2 separate regions of the Sus scrofa genome follow, and region 2 is linked to region 1. The links are chromatin contacts, called in public HiChIP or PLAC-seq maps. All regions are on one chromosome and are shown on one strand. The core of a region is the stretch at or near the end of the contact, and the rest is flanking DNA. Distances in the headings are between cores, read along the strand shown.

Region 1 (3,857 bases), core at 702-3,201:
TATGAACTCTCTGTCACATATATCCTTTTTGACTCCAACAACAACCCAGTTGACAAGGAAGACAAACACAAACTAAAAACAGATTACAATTCAGAAAACATTTATTAAATGCCCAGTATTTACAATTCTTTAAATTTCTTCCATCCATCCAACATTCAGTGAGCACTACTAGGGCCAGTCACTGAGTATGGCACCTGGAAATGGAGATGCACTAAAACATACATGCCAGGCAGCACGGAAAATAAACCCACTGCAGTCGGTTTTCTGCCAGAGCAATGTTCAAAGTACAGCAACAAGTTCAAGGAAAAAAGTGTTGACTGCTGGGATCCTGGGAGGAGATACGCTCCAGCTGCTTATCCTCTTTACTTTGTATTACGACATCTTAAAACACACACACACACACACACACACACACACACACACACACACACACACACACACACACACACACACACTAGTACAATGAATCTCCAGGTACCCAGGACCTGGCTTTAACAAGTAGAAACTACTTTGATTCATTTATATCACCACCCACTTCCCTTGTCCCTTCGTTTTGAAGCCAATCCTAGATGTTTTTTTGTTTTTTTTTTTTTATCATTTCATCCATAAACACTGGGCTGTATTACCTGGACCTTCCACTAGTAACATCATTCTCCCAATCTATTCTTTTGCCAGTGACTCCACCAGAGTTACATACTCTGATTGTTGCCAGTAACTCCAAAGCCTTGGCTCGCTCAGGGTAAAGATCCAGGACTTTATTGGCGCTTCTGAGTTGGCAGAAGGAAAACACTGAGGTGATCCAGTGAAAATCTCACATGGCCTTCTCTAGAATGCTGGACATAGTCTTCTGGTCCTTGGCCCTCCTAAAACAGCTAAGTCTTCAGAAGCTTGTGGAGCAGCTAATGTCTGTACAAAATGGGGGCTACAATCCACATTCCCATGTACCCTTAGCAACGTTCCAGGAAATGTCAGACAACCTGCAAGCCAACCTGACCTGGAGGTGCTTGATCCAAAGTCAGCACCTTGATCTTCACTGGGTGGGGAGCCTGGATGTATATGAACATCTGGCCTTGCTACCTTCCACTCCTTCAGCGTTTCTATGTCCCTCTGCAACGTACTAACATCATGCAGTTACTCAACCCAGAACATTATGCTGGTCCCCTTCTGCCTGTTCTTTTAAAGCCATCCACTACTGTCCACCTCTATCATCACCATTCCATCCAGGCCACCATTCCCTTCCCTCAAGTACAGCAACAGTTAAGCATATTTCTGCCTTTTGCAAACACTCCATCCCCACCCCCCCATTCTCCACGCAGCAGCTGACTGATCTTCATACAAACGCTCTGCTTAAAACCCTCTCGTGGTTCCTAACACCTACAGGGTCAAGACCAACCTCATGACAACTAAGGAGGCCCTGCGTGCTTCTTCATCTACATGTCCCCCCGGGTCTTGCCCGCAACTCAAACCCTCTTTTAAGGGCCCCCTTTCTCGAGTCTCTGTGCTCTTACCTGGGAAGCGCCTTTTCCCCTGTAAATAATAAAAGCTACACCTACTGCGCCCTCGCTTACTTGCGCTACCTCATAGGAGTCTGCAGCAACACTAAGAAATCGATTTCATGTTGCAGATGGACAAAGTGAGGATGGGCACCTTACCCAACGGTCACACAGCTAGTGAGTGGAAGAGCTCACACTCGGATTCAGACTCACCGCGCCAGAGGCCACGGGCTTAACCACAGAGTTACCCTGCCCGCGCACCCCTCCACCGCTGCAGGGATCTCTCCAACCCGTAGACTGCCCCTCATCACTGCGCCCTTCGTACACCAGCCGGTCCCGCGTAGCAACGAGGCTTCTGATTGGCCGCCTCCGGCGACGGCGGGCGCGAGGGAGGGCGCTAGGGCGCGGGGGCGTCGCGGAGAAATGACGCAACGCCGTGGCTCCTTAAAGGCGCCGGCCCTTCGCGCCGCGGATGGCGCAGGCGCGTTTCGGAGGCTCGCGCTTGTGCTCCGAGCGCTGAGAGCCGGGCCGGGCAGGCGGGCGCGCGCGGGCTGGGCAGACGGGACGCGCGCCGTAAGCGGGCCGCTGGAGGGGTCTAGTTGGGCGGTGTCAAGAGCCGGACCCACGAGCTGAGGAGTGGGCACCGCGATGGCCGAGGGCAGCGCCGTGTCCGACCCTCACCACGCCGCGCGCCTGCTGCGAGCGCTCAGCTCTTTCCGCGAGGAGTCCCGCTTCTGCGACGCGCACCTGGTCCTCGACGGGGAAGAGATTCCGGTGCAGAAGAACATCCTGGCAGCTGCCAGCCCGTACATCAGGTGAGGAGGGGGCCGGGCGGGGCCGCGCTGCCGGGATCCCAGGGGCGGGGCGAGTCGGGCGTGTCCCGGGAGCCCAAGGTCCCCACCCCCCAGCCGCTGGGGTCCCTCTGGTCACCGCTGAGCGCGGTGTCCCCCCAGGTAGACACCCCGGCCGGGCCTCACCCGTCGCCGCCCCCCAGGACAGCCCTTGTGGCCTTGGTCGCCCCCGGGCTGGGCCCATGCCCCCACCGGACCACTGCCCCTCTGGAGTTGAACCCTCACCACAATACCCCCATCCTCTCCCTTCAGGGTCCCACCACCTCGCGCTCACTCGGGCTTCCGAGCCCCGGAGGCCCCAGACCCGCACCCGCAAGTAGGGCGGGGCCGCACCGGGGAAGAGCCCGCCCCTTCGCCGGGGCCCAGCTCGCGGATCCCGGCTGAAGTTTGCCGGCCCGTCGTTCGCCTCCAAATCGACTCACAGTGGGCCGGGCCCGGCGCCGAGAACGCGGCCAGGGAGCGCCCCTCTCGCGGAGCCAAACAAACACCTCCCTTCGGGTGTGGGCAGAGGGAAAACGCTATTGGATTTCCTCCTTAGGATGGATGATCTGATCCCTCAAGGCCCAAGTTCTTCTCAAAAGTGACTTTTCCACTCCCTTGTGGGAAGTGTTTAAAAGGAAGGGTAGTGCGTTATAGACACACGTTAGACTAAGCTGTAGCACATTTTAAGGACTAGTTCTCAGGATGCTTACCCCCCGAGGACCACGAGCTTTTAGCGACATAGAGGAGGCGTTTTAAAACAAAGCTTAACCTGATTTGCTAGCTCAGCTGATGAGGTGAATTAAAGGTTGATAAGACACAGTGCACTTGCAATTGTATCCCATTTGGAAGGGGTCTGTTTTAGCAACTTTCTTGCAAACTGGGTCGGTCTTTTAATAAAAGGAAAAAAAACTGCTAAAAGCTATAGAAACTGCCCAGTAAGCTGGTTAAATATAGACTAATAGTAGAGAATGTCACTGAAATTGACAGGTCAGAAAAAGCAAAATGATGTGTACTGTATTCTTAGTGCTTTATCCTAGCAGAAATCCGACACACAAACTGCATTTTAACCTTTGCATTAGGAGACATTTGTGCCAACTCAGAAGCAATGCAAGCGCTCTGGTAACTTTCCTGGCTCTCCTTCTTAAATTCATTTGCACTCCTTGTGGATTTAATAATGGGTTTGGGGGGTGTCGCCGTTAGTGTGGAATTTAGATTGCCAACAGGACAAACGGCTCATAGCTGGCAGTTCAGAGCTGTGAGCAATCAACATAAAATTGAAATCAGCAGGCCAGAGTCTTCCCTGTATCCAGAGTATTCTTCCCTGTTGGGGGAATTGCTCAGGAAAACTACTTTAGATGCATTATTTCCCTTCTTTAAGTGGCATCCACTTGGCTTAAAAGAAAATCAAAAATCAAGTACAGGAGTTGCTGTCGTGGTGCAGCAGAAACAAATCCCACTAGGAAACATGAGGTTTTGGGTTCGATCCTCGGCTTCACTCAATGGGTTAAGGATCCGGCGTTGCCTTTGAGCT
Region 2 (4,161 bases), core at 260-2,759, 270 kb before region 1:
GCCCACTGCTTTGGAGAGCAATGCACAGAGTTTCTAAGAGATGGGCCCAGTGGTAACCGTCTCTAAACTAATATTTATCAGCACTTATTTGGTGCTGAGCACTCCGTCAAATCAAGTGAGTTTCAGGAAAAAAAAAAAAAGTAGTTCATATACCTCAAAGACCATACTGGCTAGTGAGGAAGGGAATATTCTCCTTAAAGGCACACAGTCAATGCCTAATACATGTTTGCCCAATGTTGAACGCAGGATTATCACAGCTTTGAGAACTGGTTCAGAGGGCAACATAGTTTTTAAGAAAAACAAACAAAAAAGAATGGAAATGAGGCTCATTTTAAACCCACCAAACAAGCCCAGAAGCTTTTATGTATAGGAGAGATTCAAGGGCTGTCACAACAAAATTCCTTTGCCAGCTAAAAGTTCTTTTACATATTTAAATCTTCAAACGAAGGATTTCCAGAACTCGGATTTATTTAAGACTCTTCATAAAGCACTCATTGTGAAACGACAAGCAAGGTAATCTTCACACCCAAGAAAAGGGATTTGAACGTCACTTTCCTTGAAAAGTGTACTGCTGGGGATATTGGCAATCTGGATTCTCACGCCGCGAGTTGGTGGCAACTTTCGCCGCAGCTGAGAAGCGCCCTAACAGGATCCCACCTTCTGCAGGCAATTTCTCTACTCCCAGCTATTCAGTAACAGCAATAAGCACACAAGGTAGCGAGCGCTCACCGTGGCAAACACAGCGTTAAGGGCATCCCTTCTCACAACCAACGCGATGTGTTACACCCATTTCACAGGCGAGGAAGCTGAGGCCCAGGGTTAGGAGCAGCTCGCCCAAGGTCAGAGGCTAGAGAGCAGCGGGGCCTACTCCAGCAGAGGAAAGGTCTACACCAAAGCCTACTCTCAACTACCAGCGCGTCCTCGGCGAATGCTGGAGGGTTCGGGGCTCAGGCAATCCCCAGAGCGGCGGCCCCAACCTCCGAGGGGGCAAGAAGTCTCGGCAGGACGGGACGCAGCGGGGCGCACGAGGGAAGGACCTTGGGCGGGGACAGGTGGGTGTCCAGCGGCCTCCAATGGCACCGCGGCCCGGAAGAAAGCGCTCCGGAGACTCACCCGACTCGCAGCCACACGCGGAGAGCGGAAGCGGTATTCACCAGCGTAGACGCTGCACTCAAAGGCCCGCGGCCTCGGCGCCGGTACAGGTCCTGGTGGCGGCGGCCGGGCGCCCTACACAGCTGACCCTGCCGGGCCGGCCCCCGCCTCTCGCCGCCTGAGGCGCATGTGCCGCCCGGCTTGGACGGGCCCATTTTCAGGTGCTGTGGGGGGAGGGAGAGCGAGTCCACGGAGGGCCGGCAGGGCGTACACTGAGGCCAAACTGACAAGCCATATTTCATGGCTAAGAGTTACTGCATTCAGACAGTATTTTCGAAAACAAGAGTAAGGCGGAAGCCGAGCGAGTTTCACGCCGGTCGCTCCCCCACGCGGTCCCCTGTGCCGAGGGTACGGTCCAAAGTTTGAGCTCCAGTGGGCGGGGCTCGAGGGCGGCGGGAACTGCAATTGGTAGCTTTGAAGGTGCAGCAGGCGGGAATAGATGAGGAGAGAGCCGGCTTGCGATGTGGAACGGTAAGACAGCCGCTGGTGGCACGGGATCGGGCCCCCCGAGTGTGGCAGGAGCCCTGGAGAAGCCACATCCCACGCCTCTGAGGCGACTCTTTCTCAACTGCCCCACGTCGTGGAGTGGGTCTTGGTCTTGGGCAGGGGGCTGGGGACTACGGTTGAGGCCGAGACGAGGAGGGCGGTGATGCTGGGCGGTGACGTCACGTCCGCCCGTGGTGGGGCGGGGCCTAACGTAGGCCTGCGTCCTGCTGGCTCCGCCCCGAGCTGTCACGGGGTGAACTATCCCAACCTTGGGTTGCTCCTTTCCCCAGAGTCGGATGTTTAGGTTTTGGTTAACCGTAGCGTCTATCCTTTTTAGTCTTTGTAGCCTCTCGCATTACTCCTTCTGGTCCTTATGGCAGCCTTTCGGCTCCGTAGATTTACAGGAAAGTTATGTAAAGCAGATCTTTTTTGTCATGTGTTCATTCAACTGCTGTATTTCAAACACCTGCTATTTGCCAGGCGTTGTGTTAAGTGCTAGGAAATACAAAGAAATTAGGTATCAGAATCCGAAGTTTATTCAAGGGCTTTCAAACTTTACTGATAAGATCGAGTGCATTCTACCAGAATTCTTTAGAATGGCATTCCCCAGCTTTAGCCAGAACTAAGACTCCTATTCTAAAAATGCAAAATCTCAAGCCCTTCTCGGTCCACTCCACCCCCCAGTTTAAATCGTTGGGGCCCAGAAATCTGTGTTTTAACAACCACCCACACCTCCAGTGTTTTTGATGGAACGAAGGTTTGTTACTTTGACTGACCGTTGGACCCTAATTCTTCTCAGGTTGTTTACCTCGTCAGGTACTGCTGCTGGTATTTCTCAGTTATTTCCACTAGACAGTTCTCGGGCTGCCTAGACCGACCCTGTTCGAGATTTTAGGAATGCAGCAATGAATAAGACATAGTTCCTGCCCTGGTGGAGCTTAATCGAATATTGTAATGCCATAAAGTAATTAGTAAGCAAGATAACTTCAGGTAATTTCTTTTTTTTTTTTTTTTTTTTTTTTTTGTCTTTTGTCTGTTGTTGTTGCTGCTATTTCTTGGGCCGCTCCCGCGGCATATGGAGATTCCCAGGCTAGGGGTTGAATCGGAGCTGTAGCCACTGGCCTACGCCAGAGCCACAGCAACGCGGGATCCGAGCCGCGTCTGCAACCTACACCACAGCTCACGGCAACCCGGATCGTTAACCCACTGAACAAGGGCAGGGACCGAACCCGCAACCTCCTGGTTCCTAGTCGGATTCGTTAACCACTGCGCCACGACGGGAACTCCTTCAGGTAATTTCTGTAAAGACAGGCAGGGAAATAACTAAACTGGGTGGTCAGAATAAGTCTGTGAAGGAGTTTAGCTGAGACCTGAATTACAAGAGCCAAGGGTACAGGAGGAACTGTCCAGGCAGGGGTAACTGCAGACACAGTGATGCTTACCTCGAGTGATCACTTTGTAGCAGAGAAACTCAAAGGCCACTGCAGGTGGAACTCAGAAAGCCAAGGAGAGTGTGATAAATGATAGGGAGGCAAGAAGCAAACCGAACCACACTGACCCTGTGGACCAAGGTGAGGGTCTGTCTTGTCATTAAGGCAGGTGGGTCCTATATCTGGACAAGGACACAAATCTGGCTCAGTCTTCATGATCCTGATGCTGCTCCCACATTCTTCTTCTTTTTTTTTTTTTTTTTTTTGTCTTTTTGCCTTTTTTTTTTCTAGGGCCGCTTCCCACGGCATTTGGAGGTTCCCAGGCTAGGGTCTAATTGGAGCTGTAGCCGCCGGCCACAGCCACCGCCACAGCTATGTGGGATCCCAGCTGCGTCTGCAACCTACACCACAGCTCAAGGCAACGCCGGATCCTTAACCTATTGAGCAAGGCCAGGGATCGAACCCGCAACCTCATGGTTCCTAGTCAGATTCATTAATCACTGTGCCACGATGGGAACCCCTGCTCCCACATTCTTAATTCAGTTATTTTTCTCTCTCTAAACAACTCCTGGTCATTCTTCTTCAATTTTAACTATTGTTTTTTAGTGTCTTTTCAAAATACCTTCAACTAGCCACATCTTTTTAAGAAGTGGGCAATAGTAATAAATTATATGCCATGTTCAACAAACACTCGAGTGGTAGAAATAAGTCACAGCCAGGATTCTTTTAGAGGAATGTCCTGTTTGTCTTTGGAAATCCCACAATTAGTGCTGGAGGCATATGAGGTTGACTGACTGACTTCTGCCTCGTGTCATAAACACGGACACCCCTTTCTTCAAAGATAGGTTGTTAGAGGAATGTAAAGTCTGCAGACGTCCTGCTTAATCTTTTAGAAAGTATTCTTGCTTGCTTTTTATTTTCTCTTTAAAAGAGAGAGGCCTATCAGTGTCTCCAAATGAGGTGGCAGAGTTGAGATCAGCTCTTACCCTTGACCCACAGCCTCTGCCCTGAGGAAGAGACTCAGAGGCCTCTGCCCAGCGCCACAACTTGAAGAGCCATTAGGTCACGCTCCAGAAGGTCTCTGTCCCTGTCT

Evidence for each region. HiChIP or PLAC-seq counts read pairs in DNA pulled down with a chosen protein or histone mark.
Region 2: a contact with region 1 is called in an H3K27ac HiChIP or PLAC-seq map of alveolar macrophages. The contact joins the promoter of CMC2 here to the promoter of GAN in region 1. A contact is called at or near these places in 1 of 5 promoter capture datasets (liver) and 1 of 2 datasets of contacts at active chromatin or transcription factors (alveolar macrophages).

Annotation. Positions count from the first base shown.
Region 1 is chr6:6,987,764-6,991,620 of Sscrofa11.1, reverse strand. GAN (gigaxonin) reads left to right here and starts at 1,951. Exons shown (of 11, transcript XM_003126840.6): 1 at 1,951-2,308. The coding sequence starts at 2,142.
Region 2 is chr6:7,252,285-7,256,445 of Sscrofa11.1, reverse strand. It overlaps CMC2 (COX assembly mitochondrial protein 2 homolog), which reads right to left and starts at 1,509. Exons shown (of 2, transcript XM_021097072.1): 1 at 1,114-1,509. The coding sequence starts at 1,394. It overlaps CENPN (centromere protein N), which reads left to right and starts at 1,519. Exons shown (of 11, transcript XM_021097067.1): 1 at 1,519-1,623.